Linked DNA regions of Sus scrofa: region 2 is linked to region 1. A link is a contact called in public Hi-C data. All regions are on one chromosome and are shown on one strand. The core of a region is the stretch at or near the end of the contact, and the rest is flanking DNA. Distances in the headings are between cores, read along the strand shown. Region 1 overlaps LOC102159901 (a long non-coding RNA gene). Region 2 overlaps EPYC (epiphycan).

Region 1 (4,854 bases), core at 734-3,233:
GCTTTCTGGGACTCAGTTTCCTCATCTATAAAATGAAGTGGCTGGACACCATTATATCATATTTAAAGCTCTTTTTAGCTGTAGGAATTGGGAGCAACTTAGTTTAATTTGTCTCATCTAATTCCTGTCTCATCATCAGAATCTCTCCAAAATGTTTTCCTTTCCTTCTGTCCCTCTCTTTCTTGCCTTTTCACAGCTCAAAAGATTTCTCCAGTTTGAATGATTTATCCTTCTGGATTTATGTTGTCAGAAAGGTTTGTTTAGATGGAGTCCAGACATACTCCTGTGTAGCTTATGCATTCTAATTAAGAAGGATAACTTCAAATGGATCAAGGTTATCTAAAAAAAAAAAAAAAAAAAAAAAGAATTAGAACTTGATTCAAAGATCAGAAGGGAAGAAGACCGTTATAAAATAAACTTGGGATGAACAACTCCAAAGTTTAAAGCAAACTGAGATGAGAAGCCTGTTTTTCTTCTCAAAATCAGCCTAATTCTCATTTGAAGGGTTAAGAGAGTAAAGTAGCTGCAGTTGCAGAAATGCAGATTTCTGACGTGGCTGCTCGGAATTTGTTAAAGGAAAACAATTCTGAAAATTCATTCCGGTCCCTCTGGCTCCCCTGGTTCTCTGCACCCTGAGAAAGAAAAGGAGTACACAACTGCCACCTTTTGGAGAAAACAGCAATAGCAGCAGAGACCAAGAACATTAACTACTCCACTTTCAGAGGGAAAAATGAAGTGGTAAATATTATTTTAACCTTATTATGATGTCATATCTCCAAAGAGTTAATCCAACTTCAACTTAAAAATGTAAGTAAAAGCTGAATTAAAATCCGGGTTTGGTTTTCCTCATCTTTTAAATGACAGTAATAAACTATACCTGATTTTGTTTTAAAATAATCTTTGAAATAACCACAAAAGAACAAAATGCTATCTCGAATCCTGATGTCAGGACTTTCTTTTCGCCTTGATCATGGCTAGAGATCTACTGGGACTATTAATTGTTTGCACCCAGTTACTCTGCCCTTAACTGTAAGATAAGATAGTCCTTAATTTCAAGTAGTGTTCTGTTTTTAATATTTAGAATAAAACACTAGAGAAGAATATCCCTTTGTTTTGCTAGAGAAGAGGATTATTTATTTTATCAAAAACAAGGAAGAAGTGTTGCCAGGAATTTACTAAGTTTCCTGGACTTGGACAGTCAAAGGCTTTTGAAATCCTACACAGCTTGGTGTAATCATAATTACTGTTTAATATGTGCAAACACCTTTCACATGTCCTGGTCTTGAACATTCTGGGTGTGCCCTCCACTGGTACAATGACTGCTAAGCATAAGATTCTGCAACTAAACAGATGAAGATGACCTTTAAAATGCTTCAGAGATGGAGGTCAGGGGATGTCAGAATTTTGTTTTAAGCCATGTTGAGATATCTACAAATTTGACTTAGAAATAGTTCGCATTGGATTGACCTATTGAAACCATAAGTATAAAACAACCCTCTTCCTTACATGTCCTCTTTTCTCTCTGAGATGCTTCTCAAACATAAGCAATTAAAGCATAGAAGCAAATCTGATACATGACTGATTGCTTCCAGGTTTCTCTGAGTTCATTCTCCCAACATATTTTCTTAGTGCAACCACCCACACATACTAATCAAAATGTTTTCTTAACATTTACCTTAAATTGTACTCCAAAACAGATTCTACGTTATTCCCTAAATAAGGTATCACAAAGGCTGCTGTGATTTTAAAGTGAGAGATGAAAGCTGCTCTTATAAATTGCCATATTGTGAAGAACAATCATTACTGAATATATGTACTATTTTTATATCACTTCCTTCTCCACTCTACCCTGTAAGTTTTAACAAAATTATTTGCCCTGAAAATAAATGCACGAGAGAATGATTACTGAAACAGCATTTTCTGTCTTAGCCCTGCCAATATGGGATTGTTAGGAGATGGAGTTAAAAATCTTCAGCACGCCCTGCTGTGGTTGTCAATCATAGCTCTCCCTTTCCAAAAACCTCAAAAGAGCTTATAATGCCACGTACCATATGTGGAGTAATAATTAGGCTTACCAGGGTGCTTTCTGTTGGACAATCTCTTTGGCACAGATAGAGCCATAAAATCCAGCTTTTTACACAATGTTATCCAGCTTTTTTCAAGCGCTTTAAAGAATATAACTGTAATATCATTTGACAACTTTGGCATGCTCTGAGCTAACTATTGGGCACTTTTGAATCTGGAGTTTCTTATGCATTTTTTTTCTATTGAGACAAATACCAGAATTTGGGAACTGAATCAATAGTACACATCCACGATTCCTGAACTCTGAAAATTAACGTGAAAGCAGACATTTTACAGAATCACTTGGAACTGAATTGCAAAAATTATTTGGAATTTCAAGTTAAAAGTCAATACGAAGAACTTCTGGAGTTCCATTGTGGTGCAGCGGAAATGAATCCAACTAGGAACCAAGAGGTTGCCGGTTTGATCCTGGCCTCGCTCAGTGGGTTGAGGATCTGGCACTGCCGTGAACTGTGTTGTTGGTTGCAAACATGGTTCGGATCTGGCATTGCTGTGGCTGTGGTGTAGGCCGGCAGCTACAGCTCTGATTAGACCTCTAGCCTGGGAACCTCCACATGCTGCGGGTGTGGCCCTAAGAAGACAAAACAAACAAACAAAAACTTCCAAAGAGGCTTAACATTATGTATGAACCTCTGGGACCCCAGAGACTATAAAGATATAGATAGAGGTATATAGATGTAATTTTCCTAATTAGAATCCCTATATCTGCCTCTCCCTATGGATGCACAAACCTCTGTAATTTGGCCACACACTTGGTATTTGGGGTTTGCCCTCTTACATTTAATTTGCACCCCAAACAGTCATAAAGCACATGCATCTAAAATATGTGTCCTCTGCAGAGTTCCCATCACGGCTCAGTGGAAACAAATCTGACTGGCATCCATGAAGACCCAGGTTTGATCCCTGGCCTCGCTCAGTGGGTTAAAGATCCCATGTTGCTGTGGCTCTGGCGTAGGCTGGTGCCTATGGCTGCAATTTGACCCCTAGCCTGGGAACCTCATATGCTGCAAGTGTGGCCCAAAAACGATAAAAAAAAAAAGTGTCCTCTGATTTTGCCACATTGTCAGTATAAAGTAAAAGAATTATCAGAGATGACTGGAAGAAAAATAACAGAAGATTTAAATATTTAGAGAGTAAAGATCAAGATGGCTTAAACTTGGTTTTTTAAGCTCAAGAAAAGGGTGGGTCTTAAAAGTATGTGCTCTATCTCTTCAGACATAGACACACACACACAAGAACATACATCAATGTATATTTGCTTGTATAAGCAAGTCGAAGGCAGGGTTCTTCAGGACTGCAGGATTTCATGATCCCCTGAATAAAGTAAAAAAAAGCTGCTTGCAGCTATTTGATAAATTCATTTTCTCTAAACTGTAGCTTCCATCACATTTTTATTTCTTCTGATATATGTTTAATTAAAATTCATAGAGGACATGGCAATAAAACAGAAGCATTGATTGCACATTCCACCAGTATATCCAGAATGTTCCTGACTTTTTTCACCTCAGCTTACAAACTAGTCTATTTTGTAGTTAATTTCATGTACTTTAGCCTACATATATTTCAATATGTGAGCAAGCAAGCATTTAAACATCATTAAACATCATGTTTAATGTTTCTTTTTAAAATCCTGCTTTCAAAAAATGATACATAAAAAATTTTCTACATATATATGTGTGCATGTGTGTGTCTGCGGTATGTACAAAGTGTGGGTATGCGTAACTTGAGTTCCTTGTATTTTACCACATTGTATGTAGGAAGGTGGGATTTAGCCACAGTCGGGGGACCATTACCAGGAAATGCATAGCATTTTATGACCCTAGTATTATAGAAAATGTTATAAAATTAATGCATATAATTAAAAATTATTTCCTCAACAGGGAAATGATTAAAATAGAGAGGCACTTTGTCTACTCATACTTTTACAAAATGCAAAAAATAGTATTTTGCTACTTAAACTTATATAGTAGGAGAACAAACATATTAAACCAGAGTTTGGGTTTGAAACTTACCCCAGTATCTTATGTAATATCCAAGATCTTGTGATCTTGGGCAGTTACTAAGCTCCTGAAGCCCCAGTTTTCCGGTAAGAAAAACTTCATGGGCTATGGTGAAATTTTAGTGTAATTTCCTGTGCCCTTTCTACAGAGGACACTTAGTAAATATTAATTTTGCTTGGTTTTTTTTTTTTTTTTTTTTTTTTTTTGTCTTTTTGCCATTTCTTGGGCTGCTCTGGCAGCATATGGAGGTTCCCAGGCTAGGGGTTCAGTCAGAGCTGTAGCCACCGGCCTACGCCACAGCAACGTGGGATCCAAGCTGCACCTGCAACCTACACCACAGCTCACGGCAACGCCGGATCCTTAACCCACTGAGCAAGGCCAGGGATTGAATCTGCAACCTCATGGTTCTTAGTGGGATTTGTTAACCACTGCATCACAATAGGAACTCCCAAATTTTGCTTGTTTTAAAAGCCTAAATACTTTTCAGTGAAACCACCTTGATGTACAAGTGGAGTGAGTACCATTGGTATGCTAATATTGGAATGGAAATGAACAAAGTGCCCTTTAGAGGGGTTTTCCTGTTCCTTTTTGTAAACACAGTATATCCTTCCTTTCAAAACTTTGCAAAAAGGCTCTTCCTCCAGGAGATCCTTACAGATAAACTCTACCCAACTCAACTCAACACATATATCCCAGCAGAAAGTTAATTTAAACAATCTTCCAAAGAATAAGTCACTTCTGAAGTTTTGCCTAATCATACCCAATGATA
Region 2 (4,755 bases), core at 439-2,938, 320 kb before region 1:
AGGACATTTCTTTTTATCATGGTGTAAACCTTATGCAAATAAGAGTGGCTTTACACAATTTTTCATGGTGAAATATTACAACTTTCATATTTATTCTTCCTCTTAAAAAAACATTATTGCAGGGTTGTTTTGCCTCACTCTTCTTCTTAAGAGAAATGTGATTTTTTTTTCAATAGTTTGACACTGTAATACAGATTACTCATATCCTGGTAATTCACCCAAGAAAATTAGCACCAGAACATGTTAAACACCACTGTCAGACATGCAATTAAGAAATTTTTAAGACTTTAAAAATTGACCCACACTCTTCACATACTGCAAAATGAAATGTTTTGATTCAGCATTAAAATACAGCAACCATGTTTTTATGTACTGCATTCATTTATATTGCTACATAAAAATCCCACAAATGCAGTTACTTAAACAACATACCTTTGTTGTCTCAGAGTTTCCAAGGGTCTGGGATCCAGGGACAACTTAGTTGTGTCTTCTGCTCAGAGTCTCCCTGGGTTGTGATCACAGCCTTTGGTCGTTTGGGTTCTTATCCTGGAGCTCAATTCAGGAGCATTTTATTCCCAAGATTATTCCTATTATTGGCAGAATTTGTTTCTTGCGGCTGTAGAACTGAGGGCCCCTCCTTTTAGCTACCTGTTGGCTGGAGGAGGCCTACCTACAGGTTTTGAAACATGCCGGTCGTAGAGGACAATGGGCCTTCCTAGAGGCTGACCAGAGATCCCTGCCATGGGTTCGCCCACATGGCTACTCCCTCCATCAAGCCAGTCCAGAGCATCTCCTTAGTGCTTCCTGGCACAATTTTTCTCTCTCTTACTCACACACACACACGCGTATCATAATCAGGGGGCTTGTTTGACTTTGTGACCTCCATCACCTCTGACAAATCCTATTGGTTAGAAGCAAGGCCCATCCTACCAGCTCTGAAGGAGAGAGGCTTACGCAAAGGCATGAATACCAGGAGGCAGGGAATCGTTGGGGGTCATCTTAGAGTCTGTCTACCACCCACTTCAAGTAAATGTAGTAAAATGTGTCCTTTATATGATGTGGTTACACCTTGGGGAGAGTTTAATGATATTGCTGTATTTTGAAATGCTGACAAGTGCTTATGACAGCATGGGTTTTGTTCTGCTTTATGTTTTTTCAGAGCATTATGTTGTTAAATTGAAAACTGCAGTCTTGGTGTTAGTTTTTGTGCATTTGGGTGACTTGAAAAGAGTGAATTCTAACACTTGATGGCAGTAGTAACATTCAGAATTCAGTCAGTTGACGTCCTTATACAAAAGAAACTGTGTGAAGTTAGATACTTTATAAAAAAATGTTTCATCAAAAATGCCTTATTTAAATTAATCCAGGTTGCCAATATTAATTATTCTTTTACTCTAGTGTGGTGAAATTAGGTATATTTATTAGATTTTAGTATTTTTTGATTGGCTTATGGAAAGTAAACCTCAGCTAATTAAACTTGTAAATAAAATTCTTTAGAGAAATTTGAATGTATCTGATACATTCGGTCAGAGAAATGAGATGCAAAGAATGTTTTTGTAGCCAGTACAGCGTCAGGATGTACAAAAAGTAAATAGAACTCATTTTATGCACTCTCGAAAACCTGCCTTTTTCCACCCCGAGGTGTAATTTAAAACCAAAGAGGTCACCACCACCTAGTGGTTACAAAGCTAAATACAAGGAATTAAACCTTACTGACTTTTTGAAAGTGAGATAAAGAGATTCACAATGACTCACTGCTGAGTTCCCTGTGGCCTAATGGTTAGAACTCGGCTTTTTCACCTGTGTGCAGTCTGGTTTCAATCCTTGATTTGGGAACTGAGATCAAGCATTGCCACAGCCAGAAAAAAAAAAAAAATGACTCCTTGCTTTCTCTTTATAATTTGAGAAGTTGTGGGTTAGTTCGCAGTTTAGTGAGTCATGTTTCACACCAGAGGACACCACGTGATATTTTCCATTTATGCATTATCCTAATATTTAAGCAAATTATGACGAGAAAGTTAACTTTGTAATGAGATGACTACCAAGGCAATATTGCTGCAGATTTAAAGAGAAGGATGTGAATTTTATATTCATAATAGTACTCTGTGTATGTATTATTCACTATCACCACTTGAAAATTTTACTGACCCTATAACAGACCCTATGACTCTCTTTCTTGTTTGTTTTGCTGCAACTCCCTGCCCTACCCCTCATGATGTTGTAATGATGGAGTCCTGAGAAGGGTGGGAGGACAAAGAGGTATTTCATGTCATTTGTGGGGAGATCTGAGATCATTGGTAGTTTAGATAGGCAGGGCATTATAAATGCATGGGCCCTTTTCTCCATTAAAAAATGAAAATTAGAGTTTATGTCTTGTTGCTGTAAAGACGAATATAATCCAGGCTGGATTCTTTATTGTGTGTTTATTAATATTATAATTAGTTTTCTGTCAAAAAGAAAACATGCAAAGTTCCTAAAATTATCTCTGGCCCCAGGCACTGTTCCTGCTATGTCTAGTGAGTTGTCAGCCCTGCCTGCTGGGGTCATCTTTATCCTTGCTGGAAGACTTCTTTAGACCCCAGAAATGTTTCCTTGAATGTGACTCGAAGGCCTTTGGCCGCTTGGAAGCCACTGTGGCATACAAAAAAGATAACACTGAGCTTGGTATCTATATTAGTCTGTTTCCATAACAAACTCCATAGCCTGGGTGGCTTAAACAGTAGAATTTTCTCTCTCACAGTTTTGGAGGGTAGAAAGTCCACAATCAAGGTCTTGGTTGCTTTGGTTTCTGGTGGGAGCTCTCCTCCTAGCTTGCAGATGGGGCTTCTTGTAAGGTCTTCACGTGGCCTTTCTTTAGTACACACACACACACACACACACACACACACACACACACGTTCTTTTCCCTCCTCTTCTTATGCGGCCACTAATCCCATCATGAGGGCTCTACCTCATGACCTCATCTAGCCCTAATTAAACTCCCAAAAGGCCTGTCTCAAAGCGTCATCACCTTGGAGGTTAGAGCTTCAACATGAAATTGGGAGCGAATAAACATTGAGTTCGTAACGGCTTCTCTGTCGAGTCTGTACACCGTTTCCTTATATTACAAAACAGGGAAAAGGCCTGTCCATGGTCTTTGAAGCAGGATGGACTAGAATAGGCCTTTGGAGTCAGTCTTAACCCAGGACAAGTTATTTCAGCTCTCCCTCTGATCTGTGACTTGGAAGAGTCATTGCAATCCCCAGCTCCTAGGATGCTGGGAATTAATACATGCAGAACACCTTCGTAGATGCCTGATACACATAATGCGTCCATGAGTTGGTTCCTATTATAGTAATATACGTATGTGTCATGGGCTGACATGCGGTTTTCAGAATCAGTAGAGCTGTATGTGCTGATATGGCAAAAATCACCAAGAAATCTTTTGGGCGAAGCAAGCAAGGTTCAGAATAGTGATTATTTTTTGTGCTTAAAAATACATGTTTACATGTACTGATACATCCATAATGGTGATATGCATATACCTGAAGCATTTACCCATACATATTTGTATAAAAGAGGGTAAATTATTTATATACAAGGTTTTGTGTCTCATGGAAAAGTTGATAAGAGTATGCAAGAAACCGTTGACTGTTTCTAAGGAGTGGTACTCGGGTTTGCTGCTGGAAGGGAATTCACTTTCATTGTACACTCTTTTGTTATCTTTCAGTTTTTAACCACGTGCCTGTGCTATTATCACACATCTCAGAAAGATCAACTTTCTCTAGAGGGTATTCTGTTTTGTCTTTTTAGGGCCACACCTGTAGCATATGGAGTTTCCCAGGCTAGGGGTCGAATCAGAGCTACAGCTGTCGGCCTATGCCACCACAGCCACAGCAGCACAGGATTCGAGCTGCATCTACGACCTACATCATAGCTCAGGGCCATGCTGGATCCTTAACCCACTGGGCAAGGTCAGGGATCCAATCTGCGTCCTCATGGATTCTAGTCAGATCCATTTCGGCTGAGCCATGATGGGAACTCCTCTAGAAGGTATTCTTAACCTCTTCCCTACTGTCCTTTTCATATCCTTGCCTATATTTTCTATTTTCTGTATTTTATTTTATTTATTTTTTGGATGGGCACAAGAATATGCCAAGTAACTAGTTGGTTTAGAAAAGGTCAAAAATGAGTTGGCAGAAATTAAATTGTTAACATATTATTCAACAACCAAAGCTATGTGTGTTTTTGTTATGATTATTTGCATGTTGTGATTATAATGACTATTTTCCCACAAGGCCATTATAATTTTCAAATATTTTTATTCATTTCTTCATTTTCCTTAAGGAATTTAAAAACAGAAACATGCTTTAGTGAAAAGAAAAGAATTGAAAAGTTTATTTAAAACAACTAAATCTTGGCAATATACCTAAAGGTGTTAATTTTTAATTTTTATTATATGATTAATTTAATATTATATAAGCTGTGAATCTCTAAAACTTGCATATTACATGTGATTTATAAGAAATATCTGTGAAATATTTTCTATCTTTTAGTTTTGCTCTTTATATCTTTTGGTTTATTCTTGATTTATTGGGTGTTTTTTTAATGATACTAAACTGGTATTCTGTTAAAACTTTTAGCTGTATTTTATGTAATTATATCATCTTTCAGAACACATTTTGAAAGTATCATGCTGAGTTTTCTTTTTGAAGAGAACAATAAGAATTGTTCTGTTATAGGAAGCATCCTAATGCTAACCATCATCTGAAATTA

Evidence for each region. Hi-C and Micro-C count contacts between places; a contact is called where the count stands out from the background.
Region 2: a Hi-C map of adipocytes shows a contact between it and region 1, with 6 times the contacts expected there. The contact joins two enhancer-like sites. A contact is called at or near these places in 1 of 5 promoter capture datasets (fetal skeletal muscle), 27 of 47 Hi-C or Micro-C datasets (adipocytes, adipose tissue, alveolar macrophages and 15 more) and 2 of 2 datasets of contacts at active chromatin or transcription factors (alveolar macrophages and skeletal muscle).

Annotation. Positions count from the first base shown.
Region 1 is chr5:91,554,515-91,559,368 of Sscrofa11.1, reverse strand. It overlaps LOC102159901 (a long non-coding RNA gene), which reads right to left. Exons shown (of 5, transcript XR_002344335.1): 5 at 1-339. Among named protein-coding and RNA genes, the nearest start is that of DCN, 120 kb to the left of the region's middle. Within about 2 kb of position 1,983, at least 13 of the 83 cell types and tissues checked have an H3K27ac peak or open chromatin away from gene starts, as enhancers often do. A contact at or near this core is called in adipose tissue, where this site is marked.
Region 2 is chr5:91,876,979-91,881,733 of Sscrofa11.1, reverse strand. It overlaps EPYC (epiphycan), which reads right to left. Exons shown (of 6, transcript XM_021093030.1): 6 at 3,955-4,755. The coding sequence ends at 4,753. Among named protein-coding and RNA genes, the nearest start is that of CCER1, 4.6 kb to the left of the region's middle. Within about 2 kb of position 1,688, at least 1 of the 83 cell types and tissues checked has an H3K27ac peak or open chromatin away from gene starts, as enhancers often do. A contact at or near this core is called in adipose tissue, where this site is marked.